2 separate regions of the Mus musculus genome follow, and region 2 is linked to region 1. A link is a contact called in public Hi-C data. All regions are on one chromosome and are shown on one strand. The core of a region is the stretch at or near the end of the contact, and the rest is flanking DNA. Distances in the headings are between cores, read along the strand shown. Region 1 overlaps LOC108167319 (a long non-coding RNA gene). Region 2 has its middle 27 kb from the start of Gm23981.

The links. Hi-C and Micro-C count contacts between places; a contact is called where the count stands out from the background.
Region 2: a Hi-C map of uterus shows a contact between it and region 1, with 2.8 times the contacts expected there. The contact joins two enhancer-like sites. A contact is called at or near these places in 3 of 484 Hi-C or Micro-C datasets (adipose-derived mesenchymal stem cells and uterus) and 1 of 9 other capture datasets (embryonic stem cells).

What each region holds. Positions count from the first base shown.
Region 1 is chr8:77,767,736-77,770,753 of GRCm38.p6, reverse strand. LOC108167319 (a long non-coding RNA gene) reads right to left here. Exons shown (of 4, transcript XR_003947564.1): 4 at 2,996-3,018. Among named protein-coding and RNA genes, the nearest start is that of Gm29845, 4.5 kb to the right of the region's middle. Within about 2 kb of position 1,638, at least 3 of the 459 cell types and tissues checked have an H3K27ac peak or open chromatin away from gene starts, as enhancers often do. A contact at or near this core is called in uterus, where this site is marked.
Region 2 is chr8:77,833,444-77,836,461 of GRCm38.p6, reverse strand. No RefSeq gene overlaps it. Among named protein-coding and RNA genes, the nearest start is that of Gm23981, 27 kb to the right of the region's middle. Within about 2 kb of position 1,636, at least 10 of the 459 cell types and tissues checked have an H3K27ac peak or open chromatin away from gene starts, as enhancers often do. A contact at or near this core is called in uterus, where this site is marked.

The DNA of each region.
Region 1 (3,018 bases), core at 389-2,888:
CAGGAAGTGGCCTTCTGCAGTCAGGCAGCACCCCAGTGGAGGGGTAAGGACACCAACCCACCCACAAAACTTTCAATCCGAAATTTGCTATGTCTAAAAGAAATGTAGGACAAAGAGCAGTTACTGACAGAATGGCTAACCAATAACCAGTCAGTTTGAGACCTACCCCACGGTCAAGCACCAACCCCTGACACTATTAATGGTACTCTGTTATGCTTGCAGACAAGAGCCTAGCGTAACTGTCCTCTGAGAGGCTCTACCCAACAGCATACTGAAACACATGCAGATACCCACAGTCAAACATTGGGTTGAGGTCGGGGACTCTTATGGAAGAGTTGGGGGAAGGACTGAAGGCCCTGAAAGGGATGGGAACTCCATAGGAAGACCAACAGACTCAACTAAGCTGACCCCTTGGGAGCTCTCAGAGACTGAGTCACCAATCAAAAAAAGCATACATGTGCTGGATGGAGGCCCCCTCGCACAAATGCTTCCCTCCAGTATGATAATGAAACAGTAAGCTAGCCCCAGTTTAATAGTTGCATTTATAAGAGTTGTCTTGGTATCTCTTCACAGCAGTAAAACCCTAATTAAGACAAGAAATATGGGGGCTCGCCAGGCAGTGGTGGTGCACACCTTTAATCCCAGCACTCAGAGGCAGAGGCAAGGCAAATCCTCTGAGTTTGAAGCCATTCTGTTCTATAGAGCGAGTTTCAGGACATCCAGGGCTACATAGAGATCTTGTCTCCAAAAAACCAAATAAACAAACAACAAGAAATGGTGGGGATGTAGATAGAATGATCCGGGAGGCAGGCAGCCTAGCCAGAAGGATGAGCTCCGGGTCAGTGAGACACGCTGTCTCAAAACATAATACGAGGACAACAGAGGTAGACTCCTAATGTTGACCTTTGGCCCACACAGATACACATAAGCATGTGCACCCATATACACATATTCACATAACCACACAAATACACTCATGCATACATATTGCCCGTGCTTTTGTTCCACTGGCAAGAAAGACGCAACAAACCGGAATCTTCTGCAGCAAAAGCTTTATTGCTTACTTCTTCAGGAGCAAGAGAGAGAATGGCAAAACCCCGTCCCTTTTAAGGAGAATTATCCTCCGCCTAGGACGTGTCGCTCCCTGATTGGCTGCAGCCCATTGGCCGAAGCCCATTGGCCGAGTTATCGTCACGGGCGCCATCTTGTAACGGCGAATGTGAGGGCGGCTCCCCACACATACATGCACACAAAATAACAGCAAAAGGAAAGGAAACCCGTGTGTTTTGTTTATTCTATGGATTCTGTGTGCATGTTTTCAAATTTTATTGAAATGGCACAGAGGAGAAATAAACTATTCAGGAAAAAGCCTGGGAGAACAGAAAGTCTTCTCAACAAAGGTAACGCTGGTCTGCAGCCTCTCAGGATGCTGAGGGCTTTATAACTAGTGTGTGTGCTTCACGGGGAGGCAGAGCTCATCGAACAGATTTAAGTCCTGTTTGAGGCCAAGCTGGGGCCAGCAGCTGCGGTTCCCATCTCAGAACTTTACACACTTTAGAGAAAATACTTGGCTGGTTTCACTCCCTTAACCTCAGCGGGTCATGGAGTGTGCTGGTGGGAGCTGCCTTGGCAACTAGAACAGCGGAGGTCACCTTGACCTACCCACTAACTGGCTGGCAGCCCTGTGACTGGCTACACACACTAGGATCTAGATTCCTCTCATTTATAAAACAAAAACACTCTTCCTTCAACCAACTCAGAGATGATGATGGTGAATTCTTTTCTTAAAAATGTATTTATTTAATGTATATGAACACACTGTAGCTGTCTTCAGACACACCAGAAGAAGGCACCAGATTCTATTACAGATGGTTGTGAGCCACCATGTGGTTGCTGGGAATTGAACTCAGGACCTCTGGACGAGCAATCAGTGTTCTTAACCACTGAGTCATCTCTCGAGCCCCAATGGTGGATTTTTTTTTATGTTTCAAGGATTCCACATTTGTGAGTTTGCCCATCTGTCAAAAGGATTTGTAGCCTGCAAATCAATCCTCCCTGTGTCCATAGAGACAGGAAATGACCCATCCATACATCCTCAAATTTGATGAACCAAGCAAACTTCTGACTTCACAATCCAGTTTCCACACCATGAACAAGTGTTCTTTCACACTCTAACGACACCACAGTTTTTTTTTTTATTTTTGCACTTTTGTGTGGGGATTCTGACATGTAAAATGACCCCTGAGCTGGTGCTGAAGTACCATTTCATATTTCTAAGTACAAGGAAGCTGTGGTGTGCCAGTGAAGGGTATGTGTGTCAGGCAGCCTTCACCAAGGCATGAGCTACAATGCTGTTGACCGTGAGTCCCATGCCAATGAATCAACAACACATACTAAGTAGTACCGCTGAACATAAAGACAGAAACATCAAGGTTATGAATTAGTCTGTTGGCGAACAAGTGATCAGAGACTAAAAGGAACACAACCCTGTATTTCCTGAAAATGCACTATCCAGTATTTGATAACTTATTCTTACTGGGTTTTTTTTTTTTTTTGTAGACAACAGGATTAACAGGAATAAATGCTAATATAGTTCAATTTCTGTTGCTGTGATAAGCATATCCTGACAAAAATTAAAGTAGGGGAAAAAGGATCTCCCTGGCTTATGCTTCCAGGTTATAGTCTATCACATTGCAACCATGGTCAAGAAGAGAGATGAATGCTTGCTTGCTTGCTTGCTTGCTTGCTTGCTTGCTTGCTTGCTTGCTTGCCTGTGCTTGGCTCCATATGCATGACCTCTTGTCTCGGGAGCAGTGCTATTTATGCTGGCCTGGATTTTCACATAAACACAGGCAATCAAGACAATCCCACTTAGATGTGCCCACAGGCCAATCTGATGTAGACCATCCCTCACTGAGATTCCTTTCCCATGTGATCCTGGGTTATGTCAAGTTGACAATTAAAACTAACTGTCACAAACTGTATATACAATTCATTTGTGTTTTGCACAAATATTAT
Region 2 (3,018 bases), core at 387-2,886, 66 kb before region 1:
TCAATGGTTACATATTGTTCAACAAATAAATACATCAAAATCCACAATCATTCCCTGCAGATGAGCATTTCAAATATCAAGTCATCAAACAACGTTACCTTTCTGCGGGAAGGACATAAAACTTTCATCAAGACAAATCATAGAGTATATGATACTTAGAAATCAACAGGAGGAAAGAGAGGCAGTCCCAGCTTTTCCCACCCAGAAGGCAACTCTTCAGGGTAGTTAAGAATAAGAGGCTCAGGGAAGCTGGGACCTGGCAGTCAAAGAAACTCAGCATCCTGGCAAGCAAGACAAAACAAATGCTTGTTCCCAGAAGTTCCATTTATTCCATAACCAGATGGAATGTTCATCAAAGACAACCAGATTTTCTATAGTAATAGAAAGTGTCTTTGAAAGTAGTGTTCAGTCAAAGATCACAAAATATGTTACAGATTTCAATGCTCACTGGAAAAGGAGCAAGGTACTGGGAGCCATCCATCTCTACAGCAAGAAAGCAGTGAAGAGAAGAATGTTGCCTTTCAGTCCCATTGTATCAATAAGAAAGTGTTTGTAACAGCTTGCCGGGATCTGTACCAACTCTTTCATGTTGTTTGCAACATTGTATCATTAAGTTTCCTTTTTTAAGTCAAAGCGGGGTTGGGAGATGGACAGAGAGGTGACCCTTCTTTTACAAAGCCTTGGTAGCTGAAGTCAATATTTAAATTTTTCCCAACCCCTCTGAAGAAAAATGAAAGCCAGGCCATCATTTCGTCAGGGAAAGAAATTCCCAAGAGTAGTTTTAAAATATAACAGTGGTAATAAGGACTGCTGCAGAAGCAGGAAAAAAACATGTGAAGAAAAATGGGTAGTGGTTTTAGGAGGTTTTAGAATTTAAAAATCGGGGGTTGGGGGTGTAATGTAGCAGAGAAAGTGCTTGCCTCTGATGCAGAAGGCCCAGGTTCTGTCTCCAGTGCCTTATGAAATCAGTCGTGGTGGCACAACTGTAATGCTAGCATTCACACTGGGAGGCCAAAGCAGGAGACTGAGACATTCACCATCACCCTTAGCTAAGAGGTGAGTCTCAGCCCATCCTGTGCTGCTTGAGAATCTGTCTCCCACCCACAAACAAGGCAGAAGGCAATATATCTTGGACCTGAAGAAAATTAAAGGGCAAAAAATGTTATGTCATCCCAAGATGCACAATATCAGAATCTATAGGTCATTTTCTGTTTTCTTAGCTGCAACCAGAGCTTTAAAAAATAGTCTAAAAATGATTTTGATGGTGTCATTCGGACTATTCAAAGACGTTCTCAGTTCTCTTCCCTCTAAAACAGGTTTGTTTGTTTTTTTAAAGAAAGGACTTTCTCTAAAAATATTTGAGAAGAGTTCTGAAAGAGAGAGAGGGCCTGCATCCAGACATCTCTTAAAATCGCTTCCTGTGTCCTAACCCCAGATCCTCTCCTTATTCATCTCCTAAGAGGTAACCCAAACAGATTAAGAAATGAAATGCTTTTTTTTCCCCCTTGTCTCTTCTTCCTTGGCTTGGAGAACTATTTTTAAATTAACATTTCCTGTCCTCTCCCAAGAACCCTGGAAGCTTTGCAAACCGTTGTTAAAGACCTAGGCTAGGATCTTTCCCAAATTCGTTCAACACAGTTCCCCAGACAAACAACACCCACGTGAAGACATCCCAGTGTCAGGTGCTGTGAGGAAGGAGATGAACCACAGCGGCTGCCGGCATGAGCTGCTAGTTCAAGAGAATACTGCACAGGGAAGAGGGGCTTTTCCTCTTCCACGAGGATTTCAAGTTCCTAAGCTTGTTTGTCTCTCAAAGTCTCCTATGCTGCATACAACTCAGCCCAGAACGTGTTCTGCGTTTCTCTCCGTGTCAAGCTGGACTTCAAACACTAACTAGACCCAGTGATTTCTTCGGGCTGTATTATTGTTTGTCTCGTCAAGCAACACCTTTTCCTTGGCATCAGTTGCAGCAGAGTTCCATGAGGAACTTGGGCAATATTCTCCAGCTTACACAAAGGAAGAAAGAACAGACATGTTGTGGAAACATGGAGGGTTGCCCAGTGCACCCTTCCCACAAATGAATGCATGTGCACACGCAGAAACACACACACACACACACACACACACACACACACACACACACACCAGAAGACATAACTAGAGGAAATTTTCTTTCATCATCTTTCAGAGAAAAATTCTTGCAAACATAACTAACCAAAGTTTTTCTTTTCTTTTCTTTTCTTTTTCCAATCTAAAATTTGCAAAAGGGTTTATTTGTTTGCTTTAGTTAATAATGGTATTGCATTGGGTAATTCTCAAAGATGAGAATACAGAACCCACAAGGTTCTCATTTGGACTGAATTTTTCCCAAACAACAGCAATAGACATTCTCATTAATACAAGTCAGTTCAACTTACACACTGCTGATGGGCATTTAAAATAAAATAAAAAATCTGAGTTTGAAAATCCTAGTTTCATAGCCATGATACAAATGTCCAAACTATAACTTTCTAGAACAGATATAAAATTTTTATATTGTCTCCCAATTAATCAAAGAAATATTTGACCTAAAAGTAAACCCCAGTGCTCACACTCTGTATACCCCCTTACTCAGTGCAACCTGCTAACCAGTTTTCTACCTTGTGGCCTGTGCTTACTCTGAGATTTGTTACATGCATTTTTAAAACTAAAAAGAACATTTTTATAGGTGCCATAGAAAAATGTAGAAAAATGAATTACTCTCGAAAGTTAGCACCCACAGGGTTCCCAGCAGCTGAACTAAAATACCTACAGTGTGCTACCCTCCCAAGATGACTCGGACGTGGCAAGCTTAGGGATGCTGGTCAAAGCTGCACACTCAAAATCACCTGCATTTTAACACAGAAAGTAACTTGTAGATGGGCCCTGTCCCTAATTTCCAGGCTGCTGGTCACTTTTGGTTTCTTTGTACACAACTCTTCCATGACAACTAGCATGTCAGGAACCGTTCCTCTGGCTGTGTGAGAGCAAGTTCAATAA